Regions from separate parts of the Sus scrofa genome. Here regions 1 and 2 are each linked to region 3. A link is a contact called in public HiChIP or PLAC-seq data. All regions are on one chromosome and are shown on one strand. The core of a region is the stretch at or near the end of the contact, and the rest is flanking DNA. Distances in the headings are between cores, read along the strand shown.

Region 1 (3,201 bases), core at 131-2,630, 92 kb before region 3:
GTACCAACTAGTGACAAAGACATGGAGGAACTGAGACTCTCCTACAAGTCTGGTGGGAAAGTAGAATGATATAACCACTTTGGAAAACAATTTGCCAGTTTCTTAAGCAGTTAAATATACATGTGCCATAAAATACAACTATTCTATTCCTCGGTATTTCGAGAGAATTGAAAGCCTATGTCCATAGAGAGATTTTTACATAAATGTTTATAGAAGCTTTCTTTGTAATATCCAAGTACCCATCAATAGATGAATGGATAAACAAGGTATGGTATATCCATGCAATGGAATATTATATGGATAGAGATCAAAATAATTATACTGAGCAAGGGAGACAGACCCCCCCTCCCCAAAATAAATAGAACTATATTCTTTTATTTATACAAAATTCTTAAAAATATAAACCAATTTATAGCGTCAGAAAACAATCAGTGGTTGCCTGGGTAGGTGGCAGAGGTGAGTAGAAAGGAATGAGATGGAGCAATTATAAAGGGGCACGAGAAAATTTTGAGGCTGCTGGTAGATAAGTTCATTACCTTGATTGTGATTGTTTTCATGAGGGGTATACACATGTCAAAATAAACTGTGCACTTTAAATATATGCAGTTTCTTGTATGTCAGTCATATCTCACCAAAGCTGTTAAAAACATTAAAACCATTGATTTGATAAGATATTGAGAACTTAAAAAAAAAATCAACCTGACCATCCCTATTAACAGAGAAAAAGAGACTTTGATAATTAATAAAGAGATTCTCATTCCAGAGCAAATCATACCATGAAGGCTATTTCTTGCAAAGTTTTGCTTACCTGTTTGTTGGGTTTTTTTTTTTTTTTTTTTTTTGCCTTATCTATTGTTTTTTTCTGTTTGTTTTGTGGGTTTTTTTTTTTGTTTGTTTTTTAGGGCTGTAGGAGCGCTGTATGGAAGTTCCCAGGCTGGGAGTCCAATCAGAGCCACAGCCACACCAGATTTGAGTAGGGTCTGCAACCTATACCACAACTCATAGCAACGCCAGATCTTAACACGCTGAGCAGGGCCAGGGATCAAAACTGCGTCCTCATGGATACTATTCAGATTTGCTTCTGCTGAGTCACAATGGGAACTCCATGCCTTATCTATTGTTGATACCAGTTCCTGGGGGGTCTCCATAAGAGGGTTTTGATATAGAATAAGCAAAAATCAATGTCTAAAAGCCATCTAGAAGACATCCTCTCATTTAAAATTAAAAATGATCTATTTATCATCATTACAGAGGGAGGAGAAGAATTTCTTTACTGATGATTATAACCCATACTTGTTATTAAGCGTGGAATTAAAGCAGTCTCAGCTAAACTTGGAGTTGGGACAAGCCTGTAGGGGGAGCTCTCATGGGCTCTACGCATTATCACTTACTCCAGACAGTAAGTAACCTATGCATACATCTGGGACAGGAAAGTGAAAGTGTTGCCTACATTACTATTAGGCAGGAAGAAGAGAACGCTGCCCCATGACAGTCCAGCCAATCAGAAACTGTAGCAGCCTAATCAATGAGAAGCCTTCAGACTTTGGACTCTCAGCTTCCTCCAAGGGATTTTTTATTTACTAGAGCCCCTTCCACCCCTCCTCTTTTTCCTATAAAAAGCAAGTTCCCCTTCCTTGCTTCCGGATTCACTTACGGTCCCCCATGCCTCATATATTCTAAATTACAATTCCTCTGGCTCTCCTGGAATAAACCTGCTTTTGCTGGTAAAATAACTATCATATTATTAAAATGGACAGAATTTATAGCCAAAGTCTAGTCTTAAAAATCATTACTGAGTATATAAACAAGAAGAGTAGAATGTTCAGCTTAGTGAATTGATTTCCTTTGGGTCTTACAAGGGTATTAGGTCTATTCCTTCTTTTATATTCTAATGTGGAAATATAAAACTACTTTATATAAAACCTGGATTCATTTTGCAAAAATAAATAGGATGTCTTTGGAACCCATAGAGATCAGGTGGAAAGACTGTTCATTATCTGCCCTCCTGCCTCAGCTGTAGCTTCCAAATGGAAGAAACATCTTTACAGAGAGGTGTGTTACCATGAAGTGCAGTTCTCTGTTGGATTGGGGTCTAAGGAAAACATAGGCGAAAGAGGGCTGGGATATGTCTCAGAGAGCATCACCTAAAGCAGATGAACCAGAGGACAGGACACAAAAGCTTGTTCTCTTGCTTGGACTTTGCTTTTTGACTGTTCTTCAGCATATTCTGGAATTGTGGTACAAAATTACTTGTCATCTGGTGATAACTCTCATCACATTGTTTGTGCTGCTCAGTTCCAAACATTGTGGCTCTTCAGAAACTAAATGTTGAGGAATTTACATCAAGAACACTGAAGCAACCTGTGAGATGTATGGAATATTAAAAACTGTTAAAATATGGGATTGTGGAACCTTCCTACACTACTGGTGGGAATGCAAATTGGTAAAACCACTATAGAAAACAGTATTATATTCCTGAAAACTAAATATAGAACTACCATATGATCTAGCAATCCCACCCCTGGGCATATAGCTGGACAAAAGTTTCTTTCAAAAAGATATATGCATCCCTATGGTCGCTGCAGCACTATTCACAATAGCCAAGACAGGGAAACAACCTAAATGTCCATCAATAGATGAATGGATTAAGAAGATGTGGTACATATACACAATGGAAGACTACTCAGCCATAAAAAGAACAAAATAATGCCATTTGTAGCAACATGCTTGCAACCAGAGATTCTCATTACTATGTGAAGTAAGTCAGAAAGAGAAAGACAAATACCATATGATTTCACTTATATGTAGAATCTAAAATGTGGCATAGGTGAACTTGTCTACAAAACAGAAACAGACTCACCAACGTGGAGAGCAGACCTGTAGTTGCCAAGGGGGAGAGGGAGGGAGTGGGATGGACTGGGATTTGGGGGTTAGTAGATGGAAACTATTGCATTTGGAATGGAGAAGCAATGAGGTGCTGCTTTGTAGCACAGGGAACTATATCCAATCACTTGTGATAGAGCATGATGGAGAATGGTATGAGAAAAAGAATGACTGGGTCACTTTGCTCTACAGCAGAGATTGACAGAATATTGCAAACCAACTATACTTTAATAAAAAAAACCCTTAAAAACCTGGGATCAGGATTGGCTGCTATAGGCATAGATTTGGTATGAATACACAAATAATAATGCCGTTCTT
Region 2 (3,190 bases), core at 102-2,601, 68 kb before region 3:
ATGGGCAAGAACTGAGGCATCTCATCCAACTAGCCTCCCAGCAGAGGCAGGCATTTCCTCTCAAGCTCCTGAGTGCTTGGCCACCCAGCCTCTGCCTGAACAAGTCTGGTGGCAGAACCCCACACCTGACCAGGAAGCCTGCTTGTTTCTGAGCATCTCTGAGCACACTCTTACTGATGTGAAACCTGCCTCCCTGCAAAGGCCATATTTTAAATCATATTGTCTAAACACTAAAAATTTGAGTTCCTGCTATGGCACAGTGGGTTAAGAATCCAACTGCAGTGGCTCGGGTTGCTGGAGAGGCACAGGTTCAATTCCTGCCCCGGGAACTTCCATATGCTGTGGTACAGCCACAAAATAAATAAAATAAAATAGCTTAAAAAATAAACACTAAAAAGTAGTGTATTCCCTTTGCCACGTGAGGATTCCTTAACTATCTGAAGAATGCTATCATGCCTTTCTCTAAGCTTCTCTTGTCCCAATGAACCGTCCTACTTTCTTCTGTATTTCTCATAAAATAACTAACATTATTCTAAAATAACAAGTGCAGGCACAGAGTTAAGGGGTTTACATGGATTATCTCACTGAATTTTTAGAGGACACTCCACAGATGTGACCCATTTTTACAGATGAGGAGACAGAGGCTTAACACTTTTCAGTGTTTCCACATCCCTCCCCATTCTGGCTGCTTGCCTCAGATTCATGCTTTTGTCTCCTTGACCCTTTTTATTTTTTTTCTGTCTTTTTGCTATTTCTTTGGGCTGCTCCCTTGGCATATGGAGGTTCCCAGGCTAGGGGTCAAATCGGAGCTGTAGCCACTGGCCTACACCAGAGCCACAGCAACGCGGGATCCGAGCCGCGTCTGCAACCTACACCACAGCTCACGGCAACTGCCGAATCGTTAACCCACTGAGCAAGGGCAGGGACCGAACCCGCAACTTCATGGTTCCTAGTTGGATTCGTTAACCACTGCGCCACGATGGGAACTCCTCCTTGACCCTTTTAAACACAGCTAAGCCCCGCCCTGTAGACACCATCAGGCTAGCATTAGGGGCTTCTTGATCCCTGGATTGGCAGGGGAGGATCTGTGTCCATGTTTGTGGGGAATACACACAAGCAGAAAGAGCTGCTAAGATGGGTGTCTTGCTTGCTTGTCTTGTGAGTATCACCCCCTGCCCCCTAGCTCTGAGAACCTGCCTGCCTACTCTTCAAACCTGTCCAAGCACAGCCCATTGCAGCTGCTTCACAGACTCTTGTTTCTGGAGAACTCTCCAGACACTCTTTAGGTAGGTGGGAAGAGCGAATATTTTGTCACTCCTGTTCCCACCTTTCGGAACCAGAGAGAGACTCAAAGGGCTGGGAGCTGTCCAGCGTAGTGCATGTGAGTCATCCAGAAACGATTCTGTCCTCCCAGCTTCTCCTAACCTGGGCCGGAGATTTGAAAACAACAATAGCAACAACAAAATACCTCTATCACCTTCGTGACAATCTATACATAACTAAGGTGTTAGTTGCTGTTCTCTAAGCAGAGCAATGGTCACCGTGCCATATATAACCTGCTTGCTCCTATGGGAAACCTGAAGTGGGCAAAACAAATCTGTATAAGCGGATTCCCTATAGGTAGGTCTAGATATAAATATTTCCTCACAGAGCTCTAAGCTGAAAGCCACAGCAGCAAAAGGCAATAGCGAGCCGATGAATGCCGGGCCCTACCCAAGGTGGATGACGCATGAGGACGCTCAAGAGTTTCTGGTAGGGCCAAAAGGAGAGAAGAGAAAGAGCTTCAAACAGAACCTTTGAAAAACCCAATGACATGGAGTTGAAAACTGTACTTTTGCAATTTATGTTGGATCAAAATGCATTTTTACCCAATTAAGCAGAAATTTGAGCAAAAGGAGAAATGCAGGTGGTCATAATCCAACAAGGCTGAGCTTCTTGGGGCAAGGACAAGGTCACAACTGACTTTGGCTACTTGTGCTGCCAAGCATTTAGTAAATGCCTCAACTGTGTGTGGTGGGGGTGTGGGGGCACGCACTGCATTTGCTCATCCTTCGGATCACTCATATGACCAAAGCTTGCTCTCAAGTTCCTGAATCACTGGGAATTTCAGAATCAGACTACAGCAAAGTCCTCTCTAACCCTAATGAAGAATGGATGGAAGAAATGTTCTTTTAAACATATTCTGTTAAAAAATACGAGGAATGGTCAGAATTCACAGCATAAGGTGTAAAAAACCCAACCAAAACAAACCAAAAGCCCCTCTCTGTTTCTTCTATATTAGAGTCCTCTTTCCGCTGCTTGATAATTTGGTGGGGAGGAAAGCGATGCAAAGGAAAACCTCTGTGTTTTCTCAATGCCATCAGAGGTGGTTTTCTCGAAGGAGTGGTAATGTGGTTTAGTTATTCACTGGCGCATGTTTCTTTCAAGTGAGTCATGAGGGAAGATTAATTTATCTGAATGAATCTATGTCCACTGTGGGAAAAGTGGGTCAGAAGACCACTCTACTGTGTGCTAAGATTGGAAAAGAAATAAGGCACTTCCTGTTTTAGGAAGTTGGAAGTGACAGTCAGTAGAAAATTGTCATGAAACCTGAATCAGCTGTGTATGATGGAAAACTATTAAGTACTTATGCTTAGATTTACATGTATTTCAAATATAATCAGGGTCCATTCCCAATGAATTCACTTTCAATCTAGCTTATGGCTACACTCTCTTCACTGCCCCTCAGAATTGTCATGTAACTGTTCTTACTGCTTCTAATCCAGGTGCTTTCGTTGACCTAGCATCCTTTTCCCCTGAGTGCTTCAAAGAGGAGAGGGCCACCCACAGAGCCTAGAGCAAATGAGAGCCAACTGTACCCTTTGTTAGAGTCATACAATGTGTATAATTCAAGCTTACATTTTCCAAGCATTTAAAAATAGATCTACTTGGAAGTGAGATGCTAGTATAAGAGCTCAAGGAACATTTTGATTTTTCTCCAACCCTTTGGAGAAGCATTAGGGGCTTTTTGGTCAATGATCTAAATTAAGGGTTAGCAAATCCACAGGCCAAATCTGACCTGGAATAAACACTACTCTTAAACTTGGTTTTTACCAAATGGTTGAAACAAAGCGAAGAATAATATTTTGCCACAGGGGAAAGTTATACAAAGTTCAAGTGTTCACGTCCATATACAAAGTTTTACTAGAAC
Region 3 (3,073 bases), core at 233-2,732:
CTGAGCACAAAGGAAGGTCAGCTTTTAGCAAGCATCCATAGAGCCCCTGGCTGCCATTGTCCTGTAAAAACTCCCTCCCTGGACAGGTGCGGGAAGCTGCTTGAGGAGGGGTCTTTTGTTGGCCCAGTGTCTGTCACAGTGCCTCACACAGAGCACAGTTCTGGGGGCAGGTGCTCAGCAGACATCCAGTAAATCAATGAATTGTAAACGACATGGGCAAGAACACTTTTCAGAGGACATACTGGTAGAAGTTCTTAACCTACTTCAGTTAACAGCTTTCTCTGAACAGTACTTACATTAACTATAACAATGGTTACTATTTATTAAATGTCTACTCTCTGCCAAGAAAAGGCATATATTATTTCCTTACATTCCACAAAGTCAAGAGTTCTACAAAACAGGGATTTCTCTCCCCAGTTAATAGCTGAGGGAGGGCACAGCTGAGAAGACTCTTGGGCTCCAAGTCTGAGAATCTCACCTGAGCCCATACAGACAGTAAGCCAGGGTTCCAAGCCCTTCACAAGCACAGAAGCCCCTGCTTTTCCACATGCCATTTCTCCACGCCGCCCCTCACCCTGCCCTGGTCTCGGAGTCCTGTCTTGCAGCCCCTGTAAGAAAGGGTGACTTTAAAGGAGGCAGAGGATGGCAATTCCATTCCCCTGATGCAGGGCAGCTATGCATTCTTGTTTCTTCCTCTAGCAAACAGGCTTGAATTCAGCATAGAAGGAATGCTGGGTGAGTAGCCCCATTCCAGATATCTGTGTTGCCACACTTAGGAACTCCCATCCACGGGCAGGGCGGTCCAGTACCTTAGTCCCTCAACCCTCCTGGAGAACCCCCTCGCCTCTCCCTCCCACTTTCCACTGGTGATGCCCACACACAGCTCCGCTTTTCTTCCTCCACTGACTGGCTTCAAGGCCAGGTTTTCACTCCCTAGGAAAACCTTGCTACAGGTATTATTCTATGGACAGTTCCTGGCACCAAATATGTACTCACTAAATATTTACTGAATTACATTCTAAATTCTAGACAAAAGAAGGCGGCCAGGGAGCCAGAATAAAACTGAAAAACTGAGGAGGTGGGGGAGGGGGCATGCCTCTTTCCTTTCCTGTCTCCCTGCCCCCAGTAGGGAAGCAGCAGCGTTATTTAGTGTTAATGCTGTCATTTGATTACAGTAATATCCAAACAGATTGAAAAGCTCCAATGAATGCCAGAGTAGAAGTGCACACACAGGGGGCTGTTTCCTTGGAAATATTTCAGCTGTAATTACTCCCCAAGGAGAAATATCCAAACAACTTCCTTGACCCTCTGGGAAAGAGAAGTAACAATTGGACAGAAAGTCATTTCTGTGGCCTGTGTCTCCAGCGGGTGGGGGGTGGGGGCGCATGCGCGTGGGGCTGCACCTTCCACGTGTCCTGTCCACAGGGCGCCTTTGACAGCCGGTCTATTCAAACGCTGGGGCCGTGGGCTGGCGGAGCGGTGCCTGCCGCCGCAGTGGCTGAGATCATGCTGTTGATTTTGTTTTACAGAGAGCAGCCCAGCCTGTTGTGCAGAGTACAGAATGTTCTCTTCTGTGAACTGAGCTTGAACTTTTCCAACCCACTTTGTTTGAGGAACCATACAGACACGGAGGGGGAAAAACAGGGAAGATAACCCCCAAATTGTTGAAATCGTTGTGTTCTCTCTGATTTGGGCCCTGATCATTTGCTTTTCACATCTTGAAATTAAAAATCCCAAGCATTACAGTTCTTGGAAGAACAAAAAGCCTGTGATGTCCTTTCTCTGAGTCAGCACTCAGGCTTGCACTTTGGAAATGAACAAGTCTGTCACCATCTCTCCTAGATTTCTTTCTTTCTTCCTTTCTTGTTCCCTCGTAGGCATTCAAGGGACTATGACAACAAAAGATACTTTCCTATAAGGAAAAGGAAGGCCTCCAGGGCCTGTGACTTCTTTCAGGTGTTCAGGCTCTCAAGAGATGTTACAGGGGTTCCCCAATTTACTATATGGCCTGAGAGAATAGATAGTAAGGGTTTTGGGTCCTTTGCCTCCACGTAAATTACCAACTCAAGAGGTGTAACCAATGCTTGGTAAGATGATCTGAAATTTCTCTTTGAAGACAATCTTTGCCTAGTTTTAGGGCTGAGTCTCCAATTTAGAGGCACACTGATAAATAGTTTAGGGTATGCTTGGAGGATCTGAGGGTAAGACCTCTATCAGATAGGCAACAGTAGATTTCAACCTATTACTACTTTCTTTTTTTCTCTTTTTAGGGTCCTACCCAAGGCATATGGAAGTTCCCAGGCAAGGGGTCAAATTGGAGTTACAGCTGCTGGCCTACACCACAGCCACAGCAACACCAGATCCATCCGAGTTGCGTCTGCAACCTACGCTGCAACTCACGGCAATGCTGGATCCTTAACCCAACTGAGCTGGGGGCGAGGGATCAAACCTGTGACCTCATGGGTACTAGTTGGGTTCATTTCTGCTGAGCCACAGTGGGAACTCCATCAACTTATTATTACTTTTAATAGCAGTGGATTCTTTTTTTCTTTTTTTGTCTTTTGTCTTTTTAGGACCGCACCTGAGGCATATGGAGGTTCCCAGGCTAGGGGTCAAATAGGAGCTGTAGCTGCCGGCCTATACCACAGCCACTGCAAAGCCAGATCCAAGCTGTGTCTGTGACCTACAACACAGCAATGCCAGACTGATGACCCACTGAGCAAGGCCAGGGATCGAACCCGCATCCTCATGGATACTAGTCAGATTCGTTTCTGCTGAGCCACAGCGGGAACTCCAAGTCTTGTAGATCTTGTTCACTGCCGGAAAGTGGGAGATTCCTGCAAGAGTGTCTTTACTTCTGAGATGCTTCTAGTTCCTGGATGTTCCTTGTCCCCTGTGACCATTTTTATTTTTAAAGTCAGCATGCTATCAGAATATTGGTTAATTAGTTCATTCATTCTATAGACGCCCATAGAATATTTGCTATGTTTAAGTTATTGGATGGTTTTTAGTGATTGGGAGATGAGTAAGATATGTTCACTGCTTTCAGAAAGTTTACTGTCCACTGGGAGAG

What was found. HiChIP or PLAC-seq counts read pairs in DNA pulled down with a chosen protein or histone mark.
Region 1: a contact with region 3 is called in an H3K27ac HiChIP or PLAC-seq map of alveolar macrophages. The contact joins two enhancer-like sites. A contact is called at or near these places in 5 of 47 Hi-C or Micro-C datasets (alveolar macrophages, embryonic fibroblasts, epiblast stem cells and 2 more) and 1 of 2 datasets of contacts at active chromatin or transcription factors (alveolar macrophages).
Region 2: an H3K27ac HiChIP or PLAC-seq map of alveolar macrophages shows a contact between it and region 3. The contact joins two enhancer-like sites. A contact is called at or near these places in 1 of 47 Hi-C or Micro-C datasets (epiblast stem cells) and 2 of 2 datasets of contacts at active chromatin or transcription factors (alveolar macrophages and skeletal muscle).

The regions. Positions count from the first base shown.
Region 1 is chr1:223,700,436-223,703,636 of Sscrofa11.1, forward strand. No RefSeq gene overlaps it. Among named protein-coding and RNA genes, the nearest start is that of KLF9, 46 kb to the right of the region's middle. Within about 2 kb of position 1,381, at least 13 of the 83 cell types and tissues checked have an H3K27ac peak or open chromatin away from gene starts, as enhancers often do. A contact at or near this core is called in alveolar macrophages, where this site is marked.
Region 2 is chr1:223,724,765-223,727,954 of Sscrofa11.1, forward strand. All of the region lies in intron 2 of KLF9 (Kruppel like factor 9), which reads right to left. Among named protein-coding and RNA genes, the nearest start is that of KLF9, 21 kb to the right of the region's middle. Within about 2 kb of position 1,352, at least 5 of the 83 cell types and tissues checked have an H3K27ac peak or open chromatin away from gene starts, as enhancers often do. A contact at or near this core is called in alveolar macrophages, where this site is marked.
Region 3 is chr1:223,792,834-223,795,906 of Sscrofa11.1, forward strand. All of the region lies in intron 2 of LOC110255683 (a long non-coding RNA gene), which reads right to left. Among named protein-coding and RNA genes, the nearest start is that of KLF9, 47 kb to the left of the region's middle. Within about 2 kb of position 1,483, at least 45 of the 83 cell types and tissues checked have an H3K27ac peak or open chromatin away from gene starts, as enhancers often do. A contact at or near this core is called in alveolar macrophages, where this site is marked.